Regions from separate parts of the Mus musculus genome. Here all the other regions are linked to region 3. The links are chromatin contacts, called in public promoter capture Hi-C maps. All regions are on one chromosome and are shown on one strand. The core of a region is the stretch at or near the end of the contact, and the rest is flanking DNA. Distances in the headings are between cores, read along the strand shown. Region 1 holds the start of Mapk7 (mitogen-activated protein kinase 7). Region 2 holds the start of Aldh3a2 (aldehyde dehydrogenase family 3, subfamily A2). Region 3 holds the start of Iba57 (IBA57 homolog, iron-sulfur cluster assembly). Region 4 holds the start of Epn2 (epsin 2).

What was found. Promoter capture Hi-C pulls out the DNA fragments that hold promoters and counts their contacts.
Region 1: a contact with region 3 is called in a promoter capture Hi-C map of pre-B cells, with 5 times the contacts expected there. The contact joins the promoter of Mapk7 here to the promoter of Iba57 in region 3. A contact is called at or near these places in 2 of 39 promoter capture datasets (the C10 cell line and pre-B cells) and 2 of 484 Hi-C or Micro-C datasets (B cells and CD8 T cells).
Region 2: a promoter capture Hi-C map of pre-B cells shows a contact between it and region 3, with 4 times the contacts expected there. The contact joins the promoter of Aldh3a2 here to the promoter of Iba57 in region 3.
Region 4: a contact with region 3 is called in a promoter capture Hi-C map of liver, with 5 times the contacts expected there. The contact joins the promoter of Epn2 here to the promoter of Iba57 in region 3. A contact is called at or near these places in 2 of 39 promoter capture datasets (liver and pre-B cells).

Annotation. Positions count from the first base shown.
Region 1 is chr11:61,492,699-61,495,925 of GRCm38.p6, reverse strand. Mapk7 (mitogen-activated protein kinase 7) reads left to right here and starts at 1,660. Exons shown (of 7, transcript NM_011841.2): 1 at 1,660-1,846; 2 at 1,972-2,279; 3 at 2,857-3,022. The coding sequence starts at 2,048.
Region 2 is chr11:61,265,220-61,268,897 of GRCm38.p6, reverse strand. It overlaps Aldh3a2 (aldehyde dehydrogenase family 3, subfamily A2), which reads left to right and starts at 1,712. Exons shown (of 10, transcript NM_007437.5): 1 at 1,712-2,044; 2 at 3,603-3,678. The coding sequence starts at 1,892.
Region 3 is chr11:59,162,306-59,165,760 of GRCm38.p6, reverse strand. Iba57 (IBA57 homolog, iron-sulfur cluster assembly) reads left to right here and starts at 2,016. Exons shown (of 3, transcript NM_173785.6): 1 at 2,016-2,410. The coding sequence starts at 2,070.
Region 4 is chr11:61,578,278-61,581,621 of GRCm38.p6, reverse strand. Epn2 (epsin 2) reads left to right here and starts at 1,935. Exons shown (of 11, transcript NM_001252188.2): 1 at 1,935-2,055.

The DNA.
Region 1 (3,227 bases), core at 411-2,910, 2.3 Mb before region 3:
ATGGCAGAGTGGTGGAGGGTAGTGGTGGACTGAAGAAGCTATATCCTTCAGTGGTGGGGTTCCAGCCTGTTTCTGCTGTGTGCAAATGCTGGCCTGATGGTGACAAATCTGATTCCATGAGGGGTAACTTCCTATCTGAAGCACAGGCAAATAATCTTCAACTGAGCTGTGTCTACCCTGGAACAGCTCCAAAGAATAAGAATCTTGCATTATCTAGTAAAATACCAGATTCCGTCCTCTTTCAACTCTTCCCCCTTGCAGGCATTTTTTTTCTGCAGATCCCTGTGCCATGCACAGGAACTATCTGCTCAGCAAAAAATACCCAAGACTGCTGGGAACAGAGGAACATTTCAGCCAAAGTCTACCTGAGGGGTCTTAGCTGAACACGCTGAATTTAAGATAAAATCTTCACTAACCTCTAAAGACATCCATTTAAATACTTTCCACCTTCTTTCCCATGCCCCGGTAACACTGAATTGAGACTCTCTGAACATTCTGTCAAAATAGTCATTTAGCCAGGCAGTGAACACCTTTAATCTTAGCGCTCAGGAGGCAGAGGCAGGCAGCTCTCTGTCAATTTGAGGCCAGCCTCTGCCTGTTCAGTGCTGGGACTAAAAGCATGAGCCGGTACATCCAGTTTTTTTAGAAATTTTAATCTAAATCAAAGGCGCAGGTATTAAGTTTGTGAAAATGAATTGATGTGTGAAACTTTCTGCATGTAGTACCAAATGCTGGGCAACACAAACAACCGTGTATGATATCTAAGATCCATTTCTGCTTTAGACTCAACCTTTGGCTTTTGATTGAGAACTCAGTAATAAATGTCAAGGGGACACTCAGACTTTACTGGATTTCATCCCAGTTTCCCTCTCCACACTTTTCTTGTCTCACTGGGAATCCCGAATCTCTTTGGAGATTGGAGACTTAAGCTGCCTACCGAGAACTTTTCTAGCTCTCGAGTTAACAATGCTCACTTTTGCCTCAACCGGACGTCCCAGCCGGATGGAGGAAAAATGGAAGAGGAAAGGGAAAAAGTTGTTGGGTCTGGCCCGGTTCAGAGCGCATGCGCATCCCCGCCAGGTCCTCACTGGCTGGGGGTGGGGGTGGGGGTGTTGGAGTGGTTGGGGGGGTGGGGGAAAACAAGTCAGCGACGCTCTAAAGACTGGGGTCTCTGGTCACTACTCCGGGGTAAGGCGTCCAGAACTTCCGGCGCCGAAAGAGTGCGCAGCAAATTCCCTAGGAAATAAAGCTAACAAGGAAGGAAGAGGAGCCAAAAGGACGGGGTGGGGGTGGGGGGGTGCGGAGCTTGTTGCCTAGGTAACACCCCTCCTCCCTCCCTTATCTCCGCCCTTCGGGCCTGTGGAGCGAGTAGGCTCAGAAGTACAAGAGAACTTGGTGGGGCCTTGCTCGCTTCCCCCCCACCACCCAAGCTCCGGAGGCTGCTAGTACGCATGCGTGAGAGCATGGTGCGGGGCTGCGCGCGCACCCCTGAGGAGCACGCATCACCCCTTGGGCGGCTCCCGCCCGGAGTGGGACAGCTGGGCGCGCGCGCGCGCGCGCGTGATTGACAAGGGCGCGGTTTTCCCGTCCGGTAAGTTTTGATTGGACAGAGTAAAATAAAGGGGTGGGAACCTCCACGGAGGCCGCTCAACGATTGGCTGGGAGCTGGAGGAGCGTGGTCCCGGGGCGGCCGGTGGGGTGGTCTGCTTCGGCGCACGCGAGGCTTTGGTGGTGGCCGCGGTTCTTGTTAAGTGAGCGAGCCCGGGGGAACACTCATCACTGGGTTGGCAAGACTCAGGAATCCCAAATTCCCGAGGAGGCGTGGCGGCGGGGTGCCGGCCGGTCGGTGAGTGCGATCCCGGGAGTCCCAGCGCCCCGCCCCTCCCTTTCTTCCGGGGCCGCGCCGCGCCCCCCTGGATCCTGGGCCGTGGGGTTCTCTGTGCCAGCGGTCCCCTCTCGCCTGCTGCACAGGTCCTGCCTCCAAACCCACAGAGGCGGAACTGAGAGGCCCTCAGGACGATCTTCTCATCAGCGCTTCGTACAGACCATGGCCGAACCGCTGAAGGAGGAGGACGGCGAAGATGGCTCTGGGGAGCCCCCTGGGAGGGTGAAGGCAGAACCCGTTCACACCGCTGCCTCTGTGGTGGCCAAGAACCTGGCCCTGCTCAAAGCCCGCTCCTTCGACGTGACCTTTGACGTGGGGGACGAGTACGAGATCATCGAGACCATAGGCAATGGGGCCTACGGGGTGGTGTCTTCGGCGCGCCGCCGCCTCACGGGTGAGCTGGCTTCCTGAGGCTCAGCATGTGTGGACTGCTTTCCAGAGGCGGTGAGGAACCCGCACGGTCCCAGGAGGATCAGCTGCGCCGGGGATTCTGGTTCCACTCACGCTTACGGACTAGGTGCCAGCTCCCCGTTAGGTACCCTTCTCAGGAACCCCTGCTTCTCCCAGTCAGCCTACTTTCTCCTTAGGAAAAGGATATTCCCTGTAAGCCAGAATAGAGAGATGCTCTTTGGTGTCCAAAAGAGATATGTTCTAGAGCCAGAGATTGGCACGATGGAGTGGTGGAAGAATGGGGAGGATCTGGGATGGACTGACTATGTGAGGAGGGAGGGAGGGAGGATCAGTTAGTACAGTCACAACCACTGCTAACTAGCCGCGCCTCCTCTCTATGTGAGCTATTAGCAGCCGTTTCACGAGGCAGTTGCGAAATTAAAATTTGATATATGTTACACACAGGGCCCTGCACACAGTAGGTACTTACTGCTATCTGGGCTCCAGAAGAGCAGTGCTGGAAGGGACCTGCAGCTAACTTGAAGGTACTCTCTGGTATATGCCCTTTTCCTGCTCCCCAGGCCAGCAGGTGGCCATCAAGAAGATACCTAATGCTTTTGATGTGGTGACCAATGCCAAACGGACCCTCAGGGAGCTGAAGATCCTCAAACACTTCAAACACGACAATATCATCGCCATCAAGGACATCCTGAAGCCTACTGTGCCCTATGGAGAATTCAGATCTGTGTAAGGAGTGGGCCAGGAGGAGGAGACACAGTCGGGATCAGCTTAGAAGCCCAGGTTCAGTAATACTGAAGTTCTGGCAGGGCGGTTGAACCCAGAGTGATGCGGGCTGTGAGTCCAGGACATTGGTAGGGACAGTTCTTATCTCTCAAGAGGGCAAGGGCTGGGGATGTCGATCACTGGTAGGCTGATGAGCATCTTTGAGGTT
Region 2 (3,678 bases), core at 463-2,962, 2.1 Mb before region 3:
CTCAACTCACCGGCCATTGTGAAAGCTACAAAGTTGGGGAAGTTAGCTGGACACTCTAGACAGAGGACACAGAATGCCAAAAAAGCCCTGGGATAGCAATGTGCCCAAGTGTTCAGTGAACAGCAAGGAAGCCACTCTGGCTAAAACTCATTACGTGGGCAAATCCTATAAGAAGAGGCACATCCAGAGGCCAAGACTTATAGGCTTATAGAGGATTATATGGGCTTTGAATTTTATTCTCTGGAGAGTTTTGAGAGAGGGACTGACTAATAAAGGTCACCGTACATTCTGAATGTATCAGTGACGCTGAAGGGGAACTAGTCAAACCCACCCAGTTACTTCATGCAGGAAGGATTTCAGGAATAATGAAGGAAGCATGGGGGTGGAGTGGGGCGGATGGTCTCAAAGATCAGAAACTGCTCCAATGAATCTCAGCTGAAACTCATTGCAGTACTGCCCACTTCTGTGCCATTTGGAGACACTGTGACTGTCATCCTCTAGGACTAGGAGCCACCTTGTCCAAGAAATTCCTAGAGGCAGGAATATACTGACTCTCCTTCCACGATAGAAATGCCAGCACCTGCCACACTACTGAGTCCATGGGGAAACAGAAATCTTTAGTGTCCTGGTAGTCTGTCCTTCCTTCCTTCCTTACTTTCTTCCTCTGGCAGAACTTCCTGGGAGGCCAAGGAGGGAGGAGAACCTACTCTGGGCTCCTGAACTACAGAGTGTAAAACGGTAAGTACAGAGCTAAGAAGTAACAGATTCATAGTCGCCAACCAATCAAGCAAGCAGCCTATTAGAGTGCTATTGCTATATATAGTAGATATGTAGTATGGTTTGAACCACTCATTATTGGGCTCAACATATATTTTGAAGATCAAGTCAAAGAGACAGGGAACACTGTAGGAAGTATGAGTTGTTTGCTGAAGAATAATAAAAAGTTCTAATGAAATTAACTATAAGAAGTCCATTATAAGTGTAAATAGAGATTAGCATTTAAATGTGTCCTTGGGAGTCCAAGGAAAGATTGGGTGAGAGCCTTCTCTGCTCTCTACTGGTAGAATTAGATGAGTGACTGCGCGGAGAGAACTTAGTCCCAGACATTTGAATACTTTAATGGGTCAGAAAAGGGAGAAATCCAGAGATGGAAAACCTAGGGAACGCCAAGGAAGGGAAGCGGAAATGTTTCCAGAAGATGGGAAGGACAACACAAAGTGACCGCCGTCGCTGAGCAGCCCCAGATGGGTACGAAAGTCAACCATTGCTAATTAGCCTGGAGAGGAAATTTGGGAAAAAACCTTGGATGGTACGCAGTAGAGAGGATTGAAAATCAGTGTGGGCGATGACAATGCTTGTGTGTGTGTGTGTGTGTGTGTGTGTATACACTGGATTCACCTCCTTCGCGTGCGTCACCCGGCCCGCCCCACCCAGGCCCGCCCTACCCAGGCCCAGCGACTTTGCCTCTGAATCTGAGGCACTGCAGGCGAAGGGAGACTACTTCCGGCCGGGTGAGCACCCTCGGGCCTCAGTTCCTCCTCCTAGAGGACGCTTGGCTCTTTTCTGAAGCCAGAAGGACTTCTTCCGCGTCTTCGCGTGCCAAAAATTGCACCTACACACCCGGCGCCCGGGGACCGCAATCCCGCGGCTAGATTAGAGGTAAGGGGCGGGGCCTCATAGTCACGTGCAGCAGCTCAGCCAATGAGTGCGCACTTTGTCGTTAGCAGGGAAGTGCTGGGGTTTGGCCCACACCCGGGCCGGGTCTAGGCCAGTAGGCGGATAGGACCCAGCAGCGGAAAGTGGCAGTGAGCTGTGGCATCATCCATAGCAGCTCCTTACTGGTACTGTGCTCCCTCACCTGCCTCGCTCCGCGTTCTCCTCAGGCCCGGCCATGGAGCGCCAGGTCCTACGGCTTCGCCAGGCGTTCCGGTCCGGCCGATCTCGGCCGCTGCGCTTCCGATTGCAGCAGCTTGAGGCCCTGCGGAGGATGGTGCAAGAGCGCGAGAAGGAAATCTTAGCAGCCATCGCGGCAGACCTGAGCAAAGTGAGCCTCCACAGGGTGGGAGGGGCCCGATGAGCCACCTTATTCCTTCTCTGTAGCAGGTTGTTTGGTTTTGTTTATCCAGCAGTTAAGAGGAAGCAGAGTACCCTGGACTCTGGACTCTCCAGCCCCGCTTAGAGCCCAAACTGTTGTATTTGCACTCATATTGAAGTGCATACTTTACTTGGCGCCGGCAATTTCTCGTCTGCGAACGCTCTGTATAGCCTTGCCCATTTCTGCTGCGTTCATAGTCTCTTTCCTTACAATGTGCAGTTAACTCTGGATAGGCTGGATCTCAGTAGTTTGTCTGCTTGGTAGGTTTCAGCTATTTCACTCCCTGTCTTTATTTCATGACGTTAAAAGAATGGTTTCTTTTTGTTGACAGTTCTTTTTATTTCCTATAATCTTCAGCACTGAAATTCCCCATATGACTTTGTGTGACATTAATCATATACATGATTGACCTCCAGTATACAGACAATCACCCTGGGGACCTGATAAAATACAAATCCTGACTTAGTCCTCGTGAGACTGTGTCTGAGATTTCTAATGAGGGCCCAGGTGATAACATATGGCCTGTTTAGAAGCAAGCTTTGAGTACCAAGGTTTTAAGTAGTGTTCAAGGTACAACTATGGTCTGTTGTACTCTCTAGTAATATTATTTCTCCCTTTTACTTTCTATCTGTATTCCAGGCATGGTAAGACCTCTATTTTCAGATTTTCAATCAAAGACTGCTTCAAAAAGTGGTAACAGTAGTTGTAGTAGAATCTAGAAACCTTCCTTCAGAGTACTTCTGGTAAAGAGGGGCTGTGGTAATTAGTAAACAAGATAGGATAGTGAATATTAAAACTCTGTGAATCATCCACTCCTCAAACATCAGATAGTTTGTGTATGTTTGTTCATACATAGCGTTCCTGAAGAAAATATATTAAGTCCAGAATTTAAAATCTGGCTCCAAAGTAGAACATATGCAGGTGTGACTCTGGTTATAAACCAGTGCGTTAAGGATGAAGTATCAAGATGCTGCTCAAAAGCAAAGTTGCCACGGTACCTACATCGTGACTTCGGGAGGCTGTTATTAATCGGGAGGTGATGCTGAAAGGGATCATTTTTAACCCTATTTTAAAAGGCTTGGATCGGTAGTGAAGACGTTAGAGGCTCTGAATGTATTAGAGAGGAAGAATCATCCTGAGTATCCAGGGTGTGCCTTATTGAGAACTTGGAAATAAAAAAAAAAATCTGATAGCAAACCGGGGGAGGGGGTGGTGTCTAATAATACCAGTTGTCACTGCAAGTATACTTGGTCTGAGCGTTGTGACATCCTAAGTTAGTGGTTCTCAACCTTCTAATGCAGCCACCCTCCAAACAGTTGTGGTGACCTCCAAACATAAAATTATTTTCATTGCTTCTTCATCACTGTAATTTTGCTGTTGTTATGAATCATAATGTAAAATGTCTGATACGAGACCCCTGTGAGAGTCACAATCCACAGAGTGAGAACCGCTGTCCTAAGCCAAGTATTACACAGTTTGTGTAAGAGTAACTGACCTTCTCTTCCAGAGTGAACTCAATGCATACAGTCATGAAGTCATTACCATCCTTGGAGAGATTGATTTTATGTTGGGGAATCTTCCTG
Region 3 (3,455 bases), core at 767-3,266:
CTCAAACACCAGCCAGGAGCTGAGGCAGAGGCCATGGAGGGGAGGGGAGGGGAGAGGAGGGGAGGGGAGGGGAGGGGAGAGGAGGGCAGGGGAGGGGAGGGGAGGGATGCTGCATAGTGGCTTTGCTCCGAAGCATGGTTTGTTCAGTCTGCTTTCTTATAGAATCCAGGACAAGCAGCCCAGGGATGGCCCTACTCACAATGGGCCTGGCCCTCCTCCATCAATCACTAATTAAGAAAATGCCATACAGACGTGCCTAAAGCCAGATCTTATGGAGGCATTTTCTTAATTGCGGTTCCTTCCTCTCAGATGACTTTAGCCTGTGTCAAGTTGACATAAAAGAACTATGCAACACATCTACTTTCTTTGTAGGTTTTTCTCTCAACTGTTAATTTTCTTCTCCCCTTCCCACAAGATAGGGCTTATTTGTGTATCCCTGACTGTCTTGATACTAGCTCTGTAGACTAGCCAGGGCTTACAGAGACCTGCCTGCCTCTGCCCAGCCAATGCTGGTGTTAAAGGCATGCGCCACTACCAAGCTCCAAGTCCATTTCGAAATTCTTTTGTTAATAAGACTAAGAACACACAAAAGGAACTCCAGTTTCCCTGGTAGCAATATGATCCAGTATGCCCCAAAGACCCAAGAACAGGGACTCAAAGAGACATCCGTGTAGTTGTTTTCATAGCAACACTTTTCCTGGCTCCAAGAATTGGAGACCTCCCAAGTACCCGTTGCCAGCTCAGCACATAGGGAAAGGTAGGCATTACCGTAATAAAAAAATTTTTTTTCGATACAGGATTTCTCTGTATAGCCCTGGCTGTCCTGGAACTCACTCTGTAGACCAGGCTGGCCTCAAACTCAGAAATCCACCTGCCTCTGTCTCCCAAGTGCTGGGATTAAAGGTGTGTGCCACCATGCCCAGCTATAAAATACAATTCTTAAAAAGGGAAGGGAATTCTGATACGTGCTATACTGAGGATGGGTGCTCCATGAAGAGAGCCAGGTGCAAGAGGACAGGCACTGGTTCTCAGAGGCTTCCAACCCACAAGGGCAGAAAGCCAACTGTGGGCACCAGCGGCTGAGTGTGTGTTCTGGGAGGAGTCAACGTTCTGGAGTTGGATGATTGGGAGATAAAAAGTTCTGGAGTTGGATGATAGTGAGGGCTGCGCAGCCGTTTGAACAATGCCGATATAAATGCACTAAAAGTGGTCTCGCTGGCTGGCTTTCATCAACTTGCCACAAGCCTAGCGATATCTGGGAAGATTCAGAAAACGCCTCCATAAGCTTGGCCTCTAAACAGGTCTTGGCTTATATCACATCAATGACTGATGTGAGAGGGCCCAGCTCACTGTGGACAGGTGCTCCTGGGTCGTATCAAAAAGCAGGCTGGACAAGCCATCAGAAGCTGGCCGGTAAGAGCCCTCTTCCAGGGCTTCTGCTTCAGTTCCTGCCCTGAGTTCTCTCTGTAAGTGGGTGTGACCTGAGAGTTTTCAAATGAAGTGAACCCCTTTTCTTCCCAAGTTGCTTTTGGTCATGTTTAGTATAGCAATAACAAAGTAACAGTGGTGAAGATAATACATTTTATACTGTTCGTATTTAACCGTGAACAAGGAAATGCCTAACTTTTTTCCTCCTTTTTTTCTGGGCAGTACTGGGGATGGGAACCATGGCTTCCTGCCTGCTAGGAAATGCTCTACCACTGAGCTATCTATCTTCAACTTTTTATTCGGAGACAGGATATTCATTTTAAGTTGCACAGGCAGGTCTTGAACACGCATCCTCCTGCCTCTGCCCCCCGAGAGGCTGGCTGGGATTGCACACCAGGACCGAGGTAAGATGGCAGATTTCATGTTTACTTATTTACCACGACCACAAGCGGTTTGACCAGGAGCCAACTAAGGAAAGGGTCACCGGGTGGCTCTAGCCTTGGTGTTTATCTGGGCTTGCGCACCCATCCACTGGCTGAGGTCCCGCCCACTTTCCCCCCCACGCACGCGCGTCGCCAGCCGCCGCCGCCGCCGCCGCCGCCCGGGGCCGCTGTGGTGCCCGCCTTCACTTAGCGCCCAAGATGGCAGCGGTGGCGCTGCTTCGGGGCGCGGCTGTGGGGCGCAGAAGCCCAGCTTGGCACTGGCGGCTGAGCGGGACCGCGAGTCACTGCCTAGCCCGTGGCTTTGGCCTTCTTGGCAGCAACCCCGCGGACGGTGTGGCCTGGACTTGCTTCCGGCTGGACGGGCGCGCCTTAGTGCGCGTGCGCGGCCCGGACGCTGCACCCTTCCTGTTGGGACTATCGACCAATGAGCTGCCGCTTTCGGGGCCTCCGACCGGCGCGGCTCAGCCCTCTGCGCGTGCGGCGTATGCCCATTTCCTGAATGTGCAGGGACGCACGCTCTATGACGTCATTCTGTATGGGTGAGCTTGGGCGGGGCAGCAGGGCGGGGCAGTAGGGTCGTTAGAGTGCTGAGGGAGCAGACCTCCAGAATCCCAGGAAGGATGTCCAGGATAAGATTTCTAGGGAATACTGGCTAGACACCCTTGGGAAGAGGCATAATTAGATTATTCTGGAAATGACTTTCTGAGGACAATCTAGACTTAGGGAAGGGGTCACCTAGAGGCGGATGTCCCATGGAAGGCATCCAGGTTGCGCTAGTTACTTGCACAGAGCGTTGTGCCTGGGACCCCAACCAGTCAAGTCAGAAGCTTCTGGAGTTATTTTCAAGATGGGTGCTTCAGCTTTGTCCCTCCCTCCTCACTTCTTAGAAAGATTTCGCTGGTTCGTGGGACTTTATTCAAAAAGCCACTCTCTGCACAGCCTCTCCACAGTGACAGATTGTCCCAGTGTTCTGAGAATCCAGTTTTTCCCTTATTTCTGGTTCCTCTTTGCAGTGCCAGCTGTTTGCCTGTATGGTCTCATTATCTATACAGCAGACCTGACTGTGACTGTAAATAGTGTTTGCTGGCCAGTCTGGGCAGGGCCTGCGTCTATAGCATTGAGTCTTCAGCTGCTCACCTTTATAGGATCTAAGTCGTGAAGTCTCAGCATTGTCTAGTAGGCATGTGAAGACCCGCCCTCCCTATCCTGTCCCTGAGCTGTCCCTTGACTCCTACCAAAGTCCAGGCCTGGCTGCCTGTCTCAGCTACCCGGTGTCTTTCCAAGTTGGTTTTTGGTGAGCCTCTTCAGTAGCCCCTAGATGCTCATTGGGAGTATATGGGGAATCCTCATATCTGGAGAACAGTTCCTGAACCCCTGAGGGTAGCTATTCCAGGATGAGAGTGGTGGATGAGAATTGACAGCCATGGCACCACTATCCAGTAGTTGTCTGCATTCTGTGGGGGGAAATCTAGAGTGCCTGTCTCCAGGTGCTGAAAGGCCACAGTGATGTGCTTCCTAGAGATCCTTTTCCCACATTACTTCGCTTAGTGAATCTCTGAATCTAGAACTGTGTCAGCAAATGAC
Region 4 (3,344 bases), core at 686-3,185, 2.4 Mb before region 3:
TGGGTCTTTTGAGTCTTTACTGCTGAAGGCTTCTGGCCACATCAATGATCAAGTCAGCTGTATTTTGCCCACTCCTGTTAACTAGTCTTTTGTTACAGAAGTGGCTGTTACTTTGTGATAAGGAACAGAGAAATCACATTTTCTGAAACCCAATGGGCCAGTTCAAAATGGAACTATAGTTTTTATGGCAAAGCAGGTACATAACATGTGATTTCATTCATTAATCCAGGGACACACTGTAGCAGTAAATTATGGGTCAGGGCTTCCAGCATCCAGAATGTTCTCCAGCTAGACTTTCAAAAGAAAAGTGACCACATGACCTTGTGTTAGGGGTGGCCTCCAGCTTTAATATATCGTGGGCCGAGAAAAGGACTCTAAATTCCCTGCTTTTGAGACCCAGGTGCCTTTTCTTTCTTGTGAATTTGTGAGTTCTTTATAGGAAAAATGTACTTGTGGTTCTGAGAAGTACAATGACCTGCAAACTCTCCTTCAGTGAGCAAAGGCAGAATGAAATTTTTGGGCATAGATTGGTTACAGAAATTGTCTTAGGGTTTGCATTGCTGTGAAGAGACACCATGACTAAGGCAACTCTTTTTTTTTTTTTTTTAAGATTTATTGATTTATTCTATTTAAGTATACTGTAGTTGTCTTCAGACACACCAGAAGAGGACACCGGATCTCATTACAGATGGTTGTGAGCCACCATGTGGTTGCTGGGATTTGAACTCAGGACCTTCAGAAGAACAGTCAGTGCTCTTAACCGCTAAGCCATCTTTCTAGCCTGGCAACTGTTATAAAAACAACATTTAATTGAAGCTGGCTTACAGGTTCAGAGGTTCAGTCCATTACCAACATGGCAGGAAGCAGGGCACAGTCCAGGCAGGCACACTGCTTGAGGAGCTGAGAGTTTTACATCTTAAATTGAAGGCCAACAGAAGAGTGTCTTCCAGGCAGCTAGGAGTCTCAAAGCCCACTCCCACAGTGACACACTTCTTCTAACAAGGCCACACCCACCCCAACAAGGCCTATTCTCCTAATAGTGCCATTCCCTGGGCCAAGCATATTCAAACAACTGAAATAGTTCCCTGTACTCTCCCCTTGAGCCCTGATTCATGTCCTAGACCCTGTTATGAGGGCTCTCTGCTAGCAGTTTTGGGGTCTAGCCTTCAGTTCTGACCCTTCTGAGATCCTCTCTTGGGGAAAGAGGGAAAGGACTCTCCTTACCTTCTTGTATAAGGCTCTGCTCTCATCTCTGGCCTGCCTCTGTGTGCTGTAGCTTGGCATGTGGCCGGCCCTACATTGCTTTGTTGGGTGCATAAGAGTGAGACTGCAGGCTTGCAGTTGGGGTTGCTAAATCCCAGTATCCTGATGAATCATGGGAGACTCGAGCGGCCGAGGGTTCAACCACTTGGGCTGCCAAAGTTCTGGACTCAACCTTTTTATTGAAATGCACACACAGAAAAGTATACAAATCTGAAATATGCATAAGTGAATCTTCATGAAGTGAACGCACTTGTAGCAAAATAAATCAACCCTGTCTGGCACCTGGCCTCCTTCCTGTCTCTTCATCACAACATTTTTCACGTGCAAGAGGAAATACTAGGAGACCATGGTTCTGATTAGGCTAGGCGGGGTTCTGTGCTTGAGGATTTAAGGGAGGAGCATGGATTGATGGTTAAGGTAGTTATGTATGCCCTGGGGAATTGTTGAGGTAGGGGGGATGTGTTGGACTCTGAGTTAGGGCTTCATAAATTTGTTAGGTTTGTGTAGAAGCAGGAGCTATTTAGAGAAGGCCTTGGGGGCATATGTGGGAGGGGCGGACCGGTTTGGAGGCGGGGCCTAGGAGCGAGGCAGGGCGGAGCCAGTGTGTGTGGGAGGAGCCTCCGCGCTCGGAGGGCGGGGCTCGCGCGCGCGCGCTCGCTGCCGGCGCGCCCCCTCTCGGCCGCCATGTTGGCTGGCGTGTGGGTGTCAAACGCTGCACAGGCTCGGGTCGCTCCCGCTTCTCCCGCGTCGCCGGCGGCTGCAGCCTTGCACTCGCGCTGGCCAGGAACGGAGGTGAGCCGGGACTCGCGGGGCTTGGTGTGGTGGTGGCTCGGGAGTCGGGGCGGGGCGGGGCTGCGCGCAGACCTTCTCTTCCAGTGCGTGGACGCCCCTAAGAGCACCGGCTTCCCCCTCGCCGGCCGGGGCGTGCACCGTGCGGCCAGCCGGACCCCACCCGGCTGGACGGCTCAGCCAGGCCCCGCCCCACCTGAGCCCGCTCGGAGCCGAGAGAGAGGCGACGTCTGCCTCCCGGCTTTGGCTCCTGTCCTCGCCTCACACCTCAGCGACAGAGCCTTCAGTTTGGAACAACCCCGCCCCTCCCCAGAGCGTGCTCGCCCCTCGAACCGGGTCCGAGCCGGCCGGCCCTCCCTCAGGGGACCGGGGGAAGGGGATACTCTTCCCCACGTCTTTCTCGCCCCCGGGACTGGATTCCCCTTCCCGGCCCCCACTCCACAGCACAGCGGGGACGGGGGCGGCGAAGCCAGGCTCCAGCTGCCTTTTGTTCCGCGTGGGATGGCAGAGACCTGGCGGCCCTGTTGGGCGAGTCCGGGTGGGCGAGCCGCGCGTGGGGTCGGCCTCTTCCGGGAGACCCTCGCTCTCCCGTGGGCCGGCTTCGTCGGAGCGCGAGCCGAGCGCGTTGGGAGAGGCAGGCCATTCCTAGAGGAGTCCGGGCCAACAGGTTTTTGTTTGCAACCTGAAGTTGGCCCAGTGGTTTTGCAGGGGGAGCAGATTGTCTGAGCTCCCTAGAAACCCTAGGTCGGCCGGTGTAAGTCTGTTGCTTGGTCTCGGGCCTCAGTCCTTCCCAGCGGCCTCTTCACTTTAGTGCTGCCTTGGGAACGCATTTGAAGTCTATGTTTCAGAAAAGATAGGATTTAGCTATTCTTGTGTTTTTTGACTAGGGGAACTAAGGCCCAAAATGTGTTAGCTTGCCCAAGGTCATCTAGGGATAGGGTGTTTGACACAGCTGGAAGCCCCAACTCTGGGACACTTAAGGATTTCTTCAACGTTTAGGATTCCCCCAAATCGCTTGCCTGCTATTTTTAACATTCATACAAGAAAATGGGCAAGGGAAGATGAGAAAGAAGTGTGAATTCTTCTTTTGCACAGTCAAGAAAATACCCTGTGGAAGAAGGGATTGAAATTGGGTTGAAATGATTGAAAAAGGTGAATTTCTTTGATCCATGTCCCTATTATGTAATATAAGAAAGACTTAACGGGAACTTTGTGGTCTTGTAACTCTAGATTTAGAGTGATAGCGGCAGATACTGGATTCTCTCTCGGTGATCGGCTTTGCATTGGTAATT